Regions from separate parts of the Mus musculus genome. Here all the other regions are linked to region 1. The links are chromatin contacts, called in public promoter capture Hi-C maps. All regions are on one chromosome and are shown on one strand. Each heading gives the region's core, a stretch centred on a gene start, on an enhancer-like site or on the middle of the called end of the contact. The rest is flanking DNA. Distances are from core to core; before and after follow the strand shown.

The links. Promoter capture Hi-C pulls out the DNA fragments that hold promoters and counts their contacts.
Region 2: a contact with region 1 is called in a promoter capture Hi-C map of pre-B cells, with 4 times the contacts expected there. The contact joins the promoter of Srsf2 here to the promoter of Eif4a3 in region 1. A contact is called at or near these places in 2 of 39 promoter capture datasets (erythroid cells and pre-B cells) and 1 of 115 datasets of contacts at active chromatin or transcription factors (astrocytes).
Region 3: a contact with region 1 is called in a promoter capture Hi-C map of pre-B cells, with 5 times the contacts expected there. The contact joins the promoter of Snhg16 here to the promoter of Eif4a3 in region 1.
Region 4: a contact with region 1 is called in a promoter capture Hi-C map of pre-B cells, with 2.0 times the contacts expected there. The contact joins the promoter of Snhg20 here to the promoter of Eif4a3 in region 1. A contact is called at or near these places in 3 of 39 promoter capture datasets (liver, maxillary cranial neural crest and pre-B cells) and 1 of 484 Hi-C or Micro-C datasets (CD4 T cells).
Region 5: a contact with region 1 is called in a promoter capture Hi-C map of pre-B cells, with 5 times the contacts expected there. The contact joins the promoter of Wdr45b here to the promoter of Eif4a3 in region 1.

What each region holds. Positions count from the first base shown.
Region 1 is chr11:119,298,667-119,301,366 of GRCm38.p6, forward strand. Eif4a3 (eukaryotic translation initiation factor 4A3) reads right to left here and starts at 1,377. Exons shown (of 12, transcript NM_138669.1): 1 at 1,162-1,377. The coding sequence starts at 1,330.
Region 2 is chr11:116,851,654-116,854,353 of GRCm38.p6, forward strand. It overlaps Srsf2 (serine and arginine-rich splicing factor 2), which reads right to left and starts at 1,441. Exons shown (of 3, transcript NM_011358.2): 1 at 915-1,441; 2 at 368-678. The coding sequence starts at 1,276. The coding sequence ends at 375. It overlaps Mfsd11 (major facilitator superfamily domain containing 11), which reads left to right and starts at 2,347. Exons shown (of 13, transcript NM_178620.4): 1 at 2,347-2,520. The coding sequence starts at 2,425.
Region 3 is chr11:116,670,292-116,672,991 of GRCm38.p6, forward strand. Snhg16 (small nucleolar RNA host gene 16) reads left to right here and starts at 1,369. Exons shown (of 5, transcript NR_027821.1): 1 at 1,369-1,465; 2 at 1,873-2,064; 3 at 2,373-2,447. Snord1c (small nucleolar RNA, C/D box 1C) reads left to right here and starts at 2,214; the gene lies at 2,214-2,291.
Region 4 is chr11:117,075,520-117,078,219 of GRCm38.p6, forward strand. Snhg20 (small nucleolar RNA host gene 20) reads left to right here and starts at 1,264. Exons shown (of 2, transcript NR_027059.1): 1 at 1,264-1,683. Mir6516 (microRNA 6516) reads left to right here and starts at 1,829; the gene lies at 1,829-1,938.
Region 5 is chr11:121,353,079-121,355,778 of GRCm38.p6, forward strand. Wdr45b (WD repeat domain 45B) reads right to left here and starts at 1,369. Exons shown (of 10, transcript NM_025793.3): 1 at 1,149-1,369. The coding sequence starts at 1,215.

The sequences.
Region 1 (2,700 bases), core at 127-2,626:
GTTGTAGTTTATTTTTACACTCTTTTAAGATGTAGCTAGTGACACTTGCCAGCTCAACACAGGACTTGTAATGCTATTCTTGGCTGCCAACTTGCCTACATCTGGGATTACCGAAAACCCAAGCTGGGTATCATTAAAAATGGGAGGGACCAATCTTCCTGGTCTAGTGAGTTCCAGGGCAGCTAGGGCTAGGTAGAGACCCTACCTCAAAACAACAACAACAACAACAATCCTGGCTTGGTGTGGCACACCTTTAACCCCACCATCTGGGAGGCAGAGGCAGGGAATCTCTGAGTTTGAGGCCAGCCTGGTCTACAAAGAATTCCAGGACGGCCAGGGCTCCAAAGAGAAAGTCTCAAAAAAAAAAAGGAAAAAAGAAAAGGACAGAAACAAAAAGACAAAGCTCATTTGGCCTCCCTTAAATGCTCCTAAACACACACCAGCAGCATGACCGACCATTCACTCAAAAAAAAAAAAAAAAAAAAAAAATCCAGCTCCAACTCAACGACAACATCAGCATCTCTCTTCTACAGTCCGGCCATCACCCCCGCCTCCTCTTCTAACTCCAAATCCAGACACCAAGATAAACTTTCAAACTGTAAGCCCGATCCTGTCAATTTTGCTTAGAGCCCTGCAGTGGCTTCCAGCGGTATTTAGGAATGAATCTCAAAATCTTTACCCAGGCGTTTAAAACATGACAGGGGGTTCTTTTTCTGTTCCTGGCACAGGTCTGGCCATGGCTTCGAGAAGCCAGGGTCACCCTGGTGATTATGAACGCCTCTGGGAGCTCTCTCTCGGCTCTTTTAACTGTCCCCTACCAATCTACCTACTCTACCCAGCTGCTCATTCTCTTGTTTTCCCAATTCCCACCGCCTGAAGCACTTTGGCTTCGTGTTTTTCGCCTCCCTAGAAAGCTTTAAACTCCCTAAGGCGAGAACCCACCAGACTTAGAGCCGCGACTTCCCCATCAAAGCTCGGGGCACCTCGGGGGACACACATGGCGATCCGCTCGCTACACGAGCCACTGAAGAGCCTGGCTGACTGCAGCCCCGGGGGAGCAGGCCGGAGCTCTGGGGCGGAGCCGCTCGTCGCCGCCGGGCCTAACCCCGTCCTACCGGGGCCCGGCCCCCAACCTCCCCCGCCTCGAGGCCCGCGCCCCACCGTAGGCGTAGATGCCGCGCAGCAGGTCCTCTCGCAGGCCCATGGTGTCGAACGTGGGGGTCACGTCCACCTCCTCGCTCGTCTCGAACTCCACTTTGGTCATGTCCTCCTCTTTGAGCAGCCGCTTCCGCGCCGAGCCAGACGTCGCCATCGTGGCGTTAGCCGCCATGATCCGGATTCCGCAGAAAGACAACTGCAAGCCGCGGCGGGAACCGGATGTAAGGCGCGCGCCGCCGGCCCGGTCGGGAGGAAGTGACGCGCCGCAGCGCCGCGGAAGAGCGTCAAGAGGGGCGGAAGGCACGGCGCTCCAGGTCTCGCGATATTCCGCGCTCCGCGGGATTCGGCGAGAGGCTGGGCTTGCCGTCGCTAAGCGCCTGCGGCTCTCCGTACTCTCGGCTCCTTGGATGTCCGCAGCCGGCTCGGGATAGGGATGTGGGTCTCTGGGAGGAGCAAGACGGACGCCAGGGTGTCCCCGAGGGTACGGGGCAAGGGAAGATGGCACCGCCCGATGGGCTCCGCGCTCCTTCGCAGCTGACTGCGTTGCCATGGCAACCGCAGCGCTAAGCGGCGGGAGAATCAAGCTGCTCGCCCGGGGTGGCTGGGGAAATCAGTGGGGACCGAGGGGAGAGCAGGGGCCGCCTAAGCTGCCATCACATCTGAGAATCCTTCAGAGCCGCTGACCCCAGTCACTCTGAAGAATCCTGATTTTCAACGTAGGCTCCACAAGGGCTTTGCTCCTTACTGGGGCACGTCTGTCTGTCTGTTTTGTTTGTTTCTGAGGGTGGATCGAGCCGTACCCCGAGTTCTAGCAAACATTCATTTGCACTTGGCCTCTTTCCTTTTTTCTGCTTTTGAGGAAAGATGACTAAATCGTTAAGAGCCGTTACTCCTCTTCCAGGGAACCTTGTTATGCTCCAGCGCTTAGACCGTGTGACTCACAACAGCCTGTCTTCCCCAGCTCCAAGCGATCCAGTACTTCTGGCCTCTGTGGGGGCCACACTCACACAAACACACACTAACACAAATCTTTTAAAGCTACTATAAGAAACCTCATTTTGTGTAGATATGTTTCGTTATAACCAGATTATCTTTTCATGGAGAAGTTGTGGGTTGCAGTATGTCCGCCCAAAAATAAATAAATAAATAAATAAATAAATAAAACAAGTTATCACCTCCTTCCCTAGAGAGCTCTGCTCTTGCTCTGGTATCAGGATTTGTCCAGACCAGGTAAACGATTGAAGACACAGAGCTGGCCACCCTTCTGGGACTAAACAACTGAGTTCCAAGTTCTCTTGCCTTCTCACTCCACAAGGATTTATTCCTGGTGCTCATGCAGTTTGGCAAGCCTGACTTTAAGGGTGGTTTTGCAATCTCTGCTGTAAAGTACACGTGGATTTTAATGACCTCCTAAGAAAAGAATGGAAAGTCTCCATTTCATACTGCCTGTTGAAATGAGTCTAATTATAGTTTGGGGATACTGTTTAAAATGCAGCTTAATTGCACTGTTTGTTACTTCATCAGATGTAACAACTAAAAAGG
Region 2 (2,700 bases), core at 191-2,690, 2.4 Mb before region 1:
CAATACACGCCCACAGAAACTGGTCCCTGGAGGATCAGCCAAATCAGTTAAAATCTGCAATACTGGCCAATATTCTTTGATAAAACAGGAGACCGCAGCTTTAAAGGGGGAAAATGCAGACGTTGGATAAAAACAGCAAGAAATAGTCATTTTCATTAATAGGTCTCAAACAGCATGAAACAGCCATTACTATCTAAGCTTTACACAATCCTCTCTGCAGACCCCTCTTCAGCATCACTCCCAAAGCTGAGTAACTTCAGAGCAGTAGTACTCTTAACACCAGGAGTCTTTATGCTAACAAGGCTCAAAAAACCTACTCCATACCCCACGGGAGTTAGGGCGTGTCTCAGATTCCCGCAGACATTACCATTTTCTTAGGAAGAAACTGCTCCCTCTTCTTCTGGAGACTTGGGTGGGCTCTTGGACCGCGACCTAGACTTGGACTCTCGCTTCGACACGGGCGGAGGGCTTCTCGATCGCGACCTGGACCTTGACCTCGAGCGGGATCTGGAGACGGAGGAGGACTTGGACTTGGATCTTCGGGCAGATCTGGACTTGGAGGTTGATCTGGAGCGCGAGCGAGTGCGGGACCGAGACTTGGAGCGGCTGTAGCGGGAGCGGCTTCGCGACCTGGACCGACTCCGGCTTCGAGATCGGCTGCGCCGGCGTCGCCGAGGGCTGCGAGTGGGACGTGAACGAAGCGACAGGGTGAGCTTGCAGGCCGCCGGTCCCGCCCCGCCCGCCCCGCCGCCATTATCTGGCTGCCAGGCGCCATTTCCCTTGCCGCGAGGCGGGGTCTCGCACGGAGTGGCCCGGCCCTGCTGCCACCCCGGCCGCGAGGGAGGGGCTGGCTCCACGTGCTCCGCGTACCTTTGTGCCCGTCCGCCTCCCGCTCCGCCCCGGGCCCCGCTCACCTGCGGCTCCGCCGCCCGTAGCCGCCGCCGCCGTACCGACGGGGTGGCGGGCCCCGGCGGCTGTGGTGCGAGTCGGGCGGGCGGCCGTAGCGCGCCATCTGCACCCGCAGCTCGCGGCCGTCGAGCACCGCCCCGTCCATGGCGTCCATGGCGTCTTCGGCGTCGCGCTTGTCGTGGAACCGGACGAAGGCGAAGCCCCGGGACTCCTTGGTGTAGCGGTCCCGCGGAATGTACACGTCGCCGACGCGCCCGTATTTCTCGAAGACGCGCCTCAGGGTGTCGGGCGAGGTGCGGTAGGTCAGGTTGTCCACCTTGAGGGAGGTCATGCCCTCCACATCGGGAGGCGGGCGGCCGTAGCTCATGGCTGCGAAGCGGCGCCGAGACCCTAACGCCCCGGACAGGCCCTCGCTCTCCGGAAACGCAGCTCCGTCAGGCGCTCGGTAGCTACAGTCCTCGTGGGTAGGGAGGGAGCCGCAAGGCCGCCGCAGAGCACCCGAACCTGACGGACGCCTGAGCAGCAACTAAGCGAGCGGGCGGGCCCCAGCGCGCATTTATACCCACCCTTACAAAATGGCGCCCGCGCCACCCGGAAATGAATCTCCTGATTGGCCCATTCGGCCGTGTTGCGTAACGTCGCCGCCGCGCGCCCCGCCCCTCCCAGGTGCGCCTGCGCACCGCGCGGCGGGCGGGCGGAAAGCGCGCAGTCACTGCGGTGGGGCGGGGGAGCAGCCAGAGAAGGCAGTTAGAAAGCCCGCCAAATGCTCTACCGTGGGTGCGTCCGCGAGAGCGCGGGGAAGGGGAAGAACGAGGCTCTATGGAGGGAGAAAGAGGAAGCGCGCCCCACCAGAGCCCCGCCCCTTCCCCACGCCAATGCCCGGGCTCCACGCGCCGTTCCGCCCAGCCTTCAGTCCCGCCTGTCAGAGCCGGTTCTTGCGCTCTCTTTTGCCTCTCTGTGTCCCGGGGCCACCTCACGTTCCCCTCTCCCGCCGCTCCTGACTGAGGCTCGCTGCCTTGGTTTCACTTCTCGGGGCCTTTGCTCTCTACGAAGGGACGGGTAGTGTAGACCTAAAGTACGCGCTAGCCACAGCGTGCGGCCGTACCCTCCCCTCCCCCCACGGGGCGCCGGGACTACATTTCCCGGCGGGCGCTGCGACCAGACTCTGGTCAGCTGACCGGTCTCGTGATCTGCTGTGAGTCAGGCCGGGAGGGCGGGCCCCAGCAGCTGCTACTGCTCGTCCTTGCCCCGGATCCCGTTCCCTGCAACTGGAGTTGCGGCGGGTAGACCCCGGGTCTCCTCTGCACTCGGTCGCGTCCCCGGAGGGTCCCGACTGTACCGGTGGGGAGAGATTTCCCTTAAACCCACGATTCCCATCCCAAGATTGGAAATCGGCAGTCTGGCTTCGTGGTTCTCTCATCTGGTTTCTTCCCTCAGGGCTGTCAGGGGGTTCGACTGGAGGAGAAGAGGTGACTGTCCTGGGCCGCTGCTGGCCTCTGAGCAAGCGGAGCCAAAATGTCCCCGGAGTCTAAAAAGCTTTTCAACATCGTTATTTTAGGAGTTGCCTTTATGTTTATGTTCACCGCCTTTCAGACTTGTGGAAATGTGGCGGTGAGTTGGAATCTGTACTCCTTCCTTTGAATGCCCGTCTGAATGCATTCCAGCTGTGACAATAAACGTTTATGTCCGCTACCACGCCAAGATTGCACCTCCTGTTTTTCAGCCTACCCTTTCTCGTTTTCTTAATTTTGTGTATCAGATATTTCGCGTTTACGTGGTGTTAAACACTTT
Region 3 (2,700 bases), core at 119-2,618, 2.6 Mb before region 1:
GCCCAGCACTATGAGGGAATAAAAAAAATATTAAGAGAGTTCCCTCCCCCCAAAAGGACTCACAATTAAATTAAAGGAGAGAAATATACACGGATATGGTCATTAAGAGTGAGTAACAGATTTCCACATTAAAAAGATGATACAGGCTAAATGCTACAGAGTTCCATTTGAGGAGGACTGGAGGACCGGGCGAGGGTTGTGAATAAAAGGCTCTAGATCTTGTAAATTTAAACTAGCTTGTAAATAGGTATAAGTTCTGGCCCTGCCTTGCCATTTTGTCCTATTTAAAAATGAAGTCAAGATGCCCCATGCAAAATGATACTCTAAACGAACGAGGCAGGATCGAAAGACATGGAAAACACGCCCACGATAGAGGAAGAGGGTCCCTCATTCAGGAATCCTGTCAAGTCTCTTGCCAACAGAGAAACAAGAATTCTGGCATAATTACCAACTGCTGAAGGCCCTTTTGCCCTTCCCAGATATTAAACTACAATTTTTCAGCGACCCTCACCAATTACACCACCCCCACCCCCATGCAACCCCTAGCGACTTGTGCCTACAGTTCCATCCAACGCTTCTCTGGGGCCAGCACACTTATTTCACTTACCAAGATAGCAAGAAAGTGGGGAGGGGGTGTCTCCTAGCAACCTTTTAAGATGTAACTCACGAGCTACTAGAATTATACATGGCTAACACAATCAATTGCAACTCTCCTTGAGCCAGTTCCCACCCTGGGTATGCATTCTTCTTGAGCGCTTCTCTTTCTCCTAATCCTCACACTAAACCCCTCTATTAAAATGGTTTTTATCTCCAACTTATACCGGCTAGTCCTCAGCGCCGATTTCATTGTATCTTCCCTGTGAGAACAGTGCCACAGGCAGGCGAATACCTGGGGCTGCTGCTGCTGCTACTGACGGTCGCCCCTGCAGCTCTCGAGTGCCCCCTGCCGCCGGAACCCGCTCTCGCCCCCATCTTAAAAGCTTCTGCCCATTCCCTGGGACTCTCCCTGGACTTCACTAAGGAACTAAGCCAAGTGACATTTCTCCACCCCAGATAAAAATCTGCAGCACAATTAACGAGCCTCAGTTTCCTCAACGGTCCCTGAACCCTCGAACATTCTCCACCTCCCCAGACTTAGCGGGGGACCGCCGAAGTTCACAGTCCAAGCTCCTTACCCCGAACCCTCTGCTGCCCCTGGTGGCTGCCACCATCTTACCCCTTTCTCTTCACTCAATGTGAGGTGAGACGACCCATTCTTGGCAACGGTAGATTTAGAACTACATTTCCCATCAAACCATTCTCGACATCGCGAGAGTTCCGGCGAGACTTGCGGAGGGGAGGGAAAACGGGAAGACTGCGCGCAAGCGCGATCTCGTCCTTTCCGAGGTCCTCTGCCGCGTGTTTGGAAGTTATGGCCGCGCGGGTCTGTGGTGTTCTCCCTGAAAGGCCTAAGCTTTGGGTGATGGTAAGTTGTGGAAAAGGGAAGATGAGGTTTTTCCTACACATACCGTCGACACGCTTGCTCTCTCCGGAGGTGACGTGTCGACGATCAGCCCTTTCCTTTGCTATTGTGGGCCTTAGGAGGTCTGAGATGCTGTCTAAGGAAATGCTCCCCAGACTGCGAGACGTTTGATGCGGACGGGATGAAGCCCTTTTTGGTCTTCGATCTCCCTTCTCTTGGGGCGGGGAGCGGTCTTCTCTCTGTGACCCAAAGCCAGCCATGTGCTCAGCTCTGTCTTCCCTGGGGTCTCCATTGAGGGTGGTGGCCTTAAGTGAACACGAGTGACTCCTGCTAACTACAGATTGTCATGAACGGGATTGAAAACTGAAAGCCGTTAGCTCTAACGCGGCATAACTTCTCCTTCCCCGAAGGCATTGCCTTTTGGCACTCGGGAGACAAGATGCAGGTTCCGTCTCAGAAGTAATGGCTGGATCCCTGAAAGCCAACGGGCTCGGTGTGGTCCACCCGTCAGAAGGCATAGGTAGATGGTGGGCATCTGCCTCAGACATAGTTCTCAAGTTCAGCCAGAAGAATGCGCGTTGAGCCCTCTGCAGCCCGTGTCGGTAAGGGTTCCAAACAAGTCCAGAAGAGGGTCTGTGCCGGTGTAATTTGGGGCTATAGAGTGTCGTTCTGCAACTCAACGTGGTTGCCAGAACCGGATTTCCAAAAATGAGTTGGGTTGGCACTGGGGGGTTTGGGGGGCCTCTTGCTGGTTGAGCTGAGGATGATTTAAGTTATCCCTGTCTGAAATGACACTTTTGTGAAGAGTCATGGTTTACTGAGGCTCGACGTTTTGAGGTCTGTTTTGAGAATGACCACAGTAAGGTTGCTTCTGTTAGAATGAAGTGGGATCTCTTTATTACTCCTTCAGACGGAGGTGTTGTCTCCAGGAAGCATCATGGAAAGGCGTGGTGGTGCACAAGGGCCTTCAGGATGCCTGCGCCTGGTAAGAGCTTCATAGAGTCGCAGGGGTTGTGGTAGCTGGGAAGGGTTGGTTGTTAGGTTTGGGGTGGGGGTGGGGTTAGAGGTTGTTGGGGATTGATTGTCCAGAGGAGGGCGTGGTCCTCCTTACTCAGCACTCTCACAAGCTGCATTTAACATTGGTGAATACAAAATTGTTCCTCACTCAACTGCTAAGTAAACTGACGTTCAGTGAGTGGGTTCTGTTTCTTTTGTATATGCGTGTGCCACTGCATCTA
Region 4 (2,700 bases), core at 14-2,513, 2.2 Mb before region 1:
TTCACATTACAGTGAAACATGCAAAAACCCTTCATTCATCTCAATGAGGTTCGTGTGTCATTTTCTTCATTTACTGAAAATACAGAGTGCACCCTCTCCTTGCCTTTCCCCGCGCCTCTAGCTGACCTGAAGATGATCTTGATTCCAGTTAGAAGGAGCCACAGCTGTAGGGGTAATGGCTGTGTGACACTTTCCCTAGGGAGATGAGACCACCTTGTTTACTAAATGACAGACCAAAGTAACAATGACACCAAATGCCCCTCCCGCCCCCATGAAGTGGCCAGTTTTCTGGGGTTACTCACAGGAGCACGGATAGCCCAAAGACACTCACATTACTAAGAGCCTAGCCCAGCATGAGTGACAGCTCAGGAGAGCTGGAAACTGGAGCTCTCTGCATGATTTGGGGCTAATTCCACAAGTTCGGAGGGTCTCTCCTCATTAAGGAGGGCGGGGCCTTGTGAATCTGGTAAGCTTTAGGAATTTTTTGAGACTTGTCACTTATTTTCCGAGTCTTAGAGTCTTAAGGACTATCCGGATCGCACTTTCTCAAGCTTCCCTCCGGGTGAGATGTTTCGGAGGAAATTACTACATAGCACCGACTTGGCCCTGGCATTATTGATCAATTTTTTTTCGTGGGATTTCCCATTGGCCCCTGGGATACCTTGGGATGATTGAAACCTGGACCTGCATGCAGGACTTGGATGCCACTTTGGAGGTTGGAGGTCTTAGCCCAGAGATGCCACATCACAGATCTAACTAACCCTTTGCTGGACCACGGTGTCATGTTCCTCGGGAGGTCTCTGCTGAAGGCATGATTCTAGATACAGTCCTGCGGCGGTCAGGTCAGAGGTGCGATTTTGGGAAGCCTTTGGATCAAGAGGGTGCTGACGTCAACGGGTATCAGTTGATACCACCTATGGGTTTATACTGTGATGGAAGGTCACACACAGGTTTGCAACAGAACCAGCTGGGTTTCAACTGCCTTTGCCACAACAGGGCTGACTGGGCTCGGGAAAGTCAACTTTTTGGTCTGCACAGGGCTGCGTGATTGATAAAGGGTCAGTGGCTAGGCTAGCTCCTGCCGCCCAAGAGTAGGGAGTCCCTCCCGCTTGCGCCCCTGTAGACGAGGTCCCACCGCCGCGTGGAACTCTGGCCGCTCTAACCGCGTCTAGAACGCGGCCCCTTTAAGGCCGACCTGGATGACCCGAAGGCCAGAGCGACCTTCTAGCGGCCGTCTCGATGGTAAATCTTCAGTTCCGGCCGGAAGTGCATTTGCAGAGCTGGTTCCGCCGGGGAGGAGAACTCGCGTGCTCCGTGCAGAGGGGATGCATCCTGCGCAGCGTGGCTCGGGGGCGCCGTGGAGCCTCCCGAAGGCGATCGTGGGATTCAGAAACCTCTCCCGGGACTCCCATGGGAGGAGGCTGACCCCGGGCCGGCACGCGATCGCGGGATGGGCTGGAGTTGTAGGAAGGCCCTAGGCCCGGGCCGCCATCGGCGGGGCACTGGCTGCTTCTGTGTTGCAGGCGCCGCACGGGTTCGTCCGCTTACACAGAATTGTATTAAATTGTCTTTTTATTTCCCCACCCAGGAAATGAACCACATCCCCCAACGACTAGACGGAAGCACGCACAAGCTCCTTCCTCCCGAGGAGCGTTTCCAGTGACTTGAGCTTGGTTGGCCCAGGTATGTCAATCCTTGGGGGTGGGACGGTGACCTGAGGCCGACGGTCTGGGAAAAGGCTCCTGTGTGGCTGTACCCGCCCGAGGTGGGTGCAGCCCCGTACCAGACAGCCCGACCTTGACCTAAAGTAAAATCCCAGAGGAGGAGGAACCTCTTCCCTGGGGTTAGAATTTGCAGTAACAGGTGTGGACATCCTAGCAGCAGTTTGGTGGTCATGTATGATACTGCAAACAGGAGCCCTGCTGAAGCTGTGGGGACTGAGCACAGTCCTCCAAAAGCAAATATTTGACCATTACTCAAGCCCCTCACTTTAGATAAAAAAGAGAAAAAAGACGTATTCATTATTTTATTTTATTTTAGAGTGTGGATGTTTGCCTGGTGCCCCCAAGGGGTCACAAGAGGGTACCAGATTTCCCAGAAGTGGCATTATAGAGTATTGTCAGCCCCGGTGTGGATGCTGGGAACTGAACCCAGGTCCTTTAAGAGGGCAACAAGTGTTCAGCTTCAATGCTGAGCCATCTCTCCAGCAACTGCACCACCCCGCTCTGAGATAGGGTCTCACTTAGCCCAGGCTGGCCTTTACTCATTAAGTAGCTGAGGGCAGCCTTTGAACTTCTAATCCTCCTTCCTCTGCCTCTGGTAGCCGCCTGGATGACCGGCATCCTCGAGCACACGTGGTTTATGGGATGTACGGATAAAGCTCAAGGCTATATGCATGCTAGGAAGTCTTCTACTCCTGGGTGTCTGTCCCACCCACGTGGAGCTTAAACAAAGATGCATACAGTTGTGACTCCAGACGTCACTGGACAAGACACCAGTACAACCCAAACAAACAGAAATCGTTCCCCAGGACTCACCTGAGCGACCGTGGGCCCCACTAGGTTGTCTCTTCAGTGTGGTTGAAGGACTGGGCGTTTGCATTTTGAGTAGCCACATGGGGCCAGTGGTCACCATTTTGAAGGTCCTGGGTGTGGCATACTTCCGGAAAAACCATGACAAGAGGAATCTGCCATAGTTCAG
Region 5 (2,700 bases), core at 119-2,618, 2.1 Mb after region 1:
GGTGAACATTTTTAAGGAGGTTTAGGGAGTTCCAGGACAGCCAGAGATACACAGTGCCAATTGTCTCAAAAATAAAAATAAACATAAAAATCAAAAAAACTCATCTTCTTAGCCAGGGGCAATAGAGTGAGCATGCAATCCCACTTGCTCCAGGGACTGTGAAGGGAAGATTCCTGGAGCACAGCTTAAGATAAGCTTGAACAGGAGAGCAAGATCCAGTCCCAACAATAACAAAAATCAAGTTAAGTTCACTTTCCAAGACAGTAAGTCATACATTTGCTACAGCACCTCGAAATTTTACATACGGAAAGCTAAGATGTTATAACTCTTAGAAGCCCAGAGTATCAGCCTTTACCCTTTTCCCTTGAGGAGATTTAGAAAAGGGAAGTTAGCTGACATAGTGGCACACTCCTTTAATCTCAGCACCCCGGGAGGCAGAGACAGGGTCAACAGAGTGAGTTCCAGGACAGTGAGGGTTACGCAGAAAAAGCGTCTCGGGGATATAATCCCCACTAAGAGGGGTTCCCGCCCATTATCTTGGAAGCAAGAATACCTTCTCCAAGACCCCAAACTCAAGAGGCAAGAGGCAGTCACGGGAACGCAAATCATGTAAGTCCTTTCATCCTACAGAACAGAAGAAAATACCAGAGGGGAGGGAGAGGCGTACAGCTAAGACATCAAGGCGAAGAACCTACACTCCACGAAGGTGCCAGCCGCAAGAACCACGACAAACTGCCGCCCCGCGACGGGCAGGTCCCGCTACGCCACCCGCTGGCAACGTAAGCGCTGGAGACCCTGACGCCCAGCAGTAAGCCTGCGGGTTCTTAGGTACCCGGTAAAAAAGTGGCACTGCCCGCCGACCCGGGCGGCGGCAGCGCGCGGAGGGGTGGGGTGGGGTGGGTGTTTCTCCCCGCTATGGGTGCCCGGGCTGGAAAGGACCGCGGGGGGGGGGGGTCCTCCCTACAGAGCGGTTCGGAGATTTCCTGAAAGAGCCGCCAGAGTCTGAGCTCTCAGGGCGCGACCGAGTCTCCGGTTAGGGTCCGGGGGACGCTCGCGACAGCTCCGGGGCCCTGCGGTCGCGGTAGCGTTGGGTCGGGGTCTCCCGGAAGGGCTGGGGTGTTACCACGGAGCTGGGCCCGGGGTCTCACCGTGGTCCTGGTTGAAGCCGGCGTACAGCAGCCCGTTGCCGTGAGGGTTACACGGCAGGAGGTTCATGGCGCCGTCGTAGGGACTGTGGCTCCTCAGCACCGCATACCGCTCGCAACCAGGCGATCTCTCCGGTCGCGCGGCGCTAGGGCCGCCGCGGCCGGAAGCCAGGGTCCTGGGGACTTGCGTCGTGCGTGTGTCGTCAGTGCTGCGTCATCAGTGCGCGCGGATCTGTGGGCGCGCGTGCGCGCAACCAGCAAGCGCCGAGGGACAGACGCGTCCACTGCAGGGAAGTAGGTGGCGGGAAGTAGGTGGCGAGGGCTCGCCGGGCGCGTCCATAAGGGGCGGGGCAGGACGCAGCCGAGGGGAAGCTGCGGAGAGAGCTGGGTGCCCCGCACTCACACAAGCAGGGCAGGACTGATGGGACCAAGGACAGGGCAGAGAAGAGACTGCGCCAACGCTCCTGCCCACAACACAGTCTCCTGAAACCCTCACCGCGTTCCCACGATACACATCGTGTTCGACCAGAAGCAGCCTTCGTGTAATGGTACCTGCATTTTCCCCGAGAGACAAACACAGACAGACTATCCCCTATTTCTTCCCGAGCTTTCCCAACCATCTGACACGTCCTCTCACAGACACAAATTTCCAAAGAGACATAATAGGACATAACCTCACAGAAAAGATCCCCAGACCTCGCGACTGTTGTTTGGGGTGCTCTGTTTACAGGGGTCTGGGATGGCTCTGGAAGCTGGTGCTTTCTCCTCTCTACTACAATTCATTCTCTGGTTCCCTCTCTCCTCACTGGCTTCTCCCCTTACCTGTTTACCATCCTTTCCCCCAAATGAAGACTTGTAGCGTCTTAGGATTCAAGAAGCTTAAGCAGAAGGACCCTAGTCCCACACAGCCCACCATTCATCCCATCAGCACTGAAGAGGGGAGGGGAAACCACTTCAGGGACTGTCCTTTCATCTCTCTAGTTATGAACCTAAGAAAGGGCAGCTGAGGCATGAATGTTCAAGCCCTAAACGGTCTCACCATCTGTGAGAACATTTGCACAACAATAAGGTGGCTGTGAAGGTCCTGGCAGGATGTCTTGATAGTTGGCCACTGTCAAGGAGGCCTTGTTCCTTCGGGTTTCACTGGCTTACACACTCACCTGCCTCTCTGGATATCTATTCACCTCATCTCCACAGGGCTGGATGACCCCAGCTTCAGGCCTTCAGTGGCTCAGATGGCTACACTCCTGCTTCTCTAAGGACATTGTTATTATGTATCTGGAGACTCAAAAAATGTTAAGACATTGTAAATCACTAATAAAAACTTAGGGTATCCAAGCTTTATCTTATTTCAGTTTTCCTGTTGTTTAATCTCTCATAGGGTCTAGCTTCCTAAGCAGCAGGACCAGAAGAGAGACCTATACTTGAGCCTTTATAACGCCAGAATGTTGTGGTGGCTTTGTTTTGGTTTTTGGTTTTTGTTTTTTTGTTGGCAAGGAGTGACAAGGGCTTCATCTCTAGGGAAATGTCTGGCCACAGCTCTAACAAACCTCTG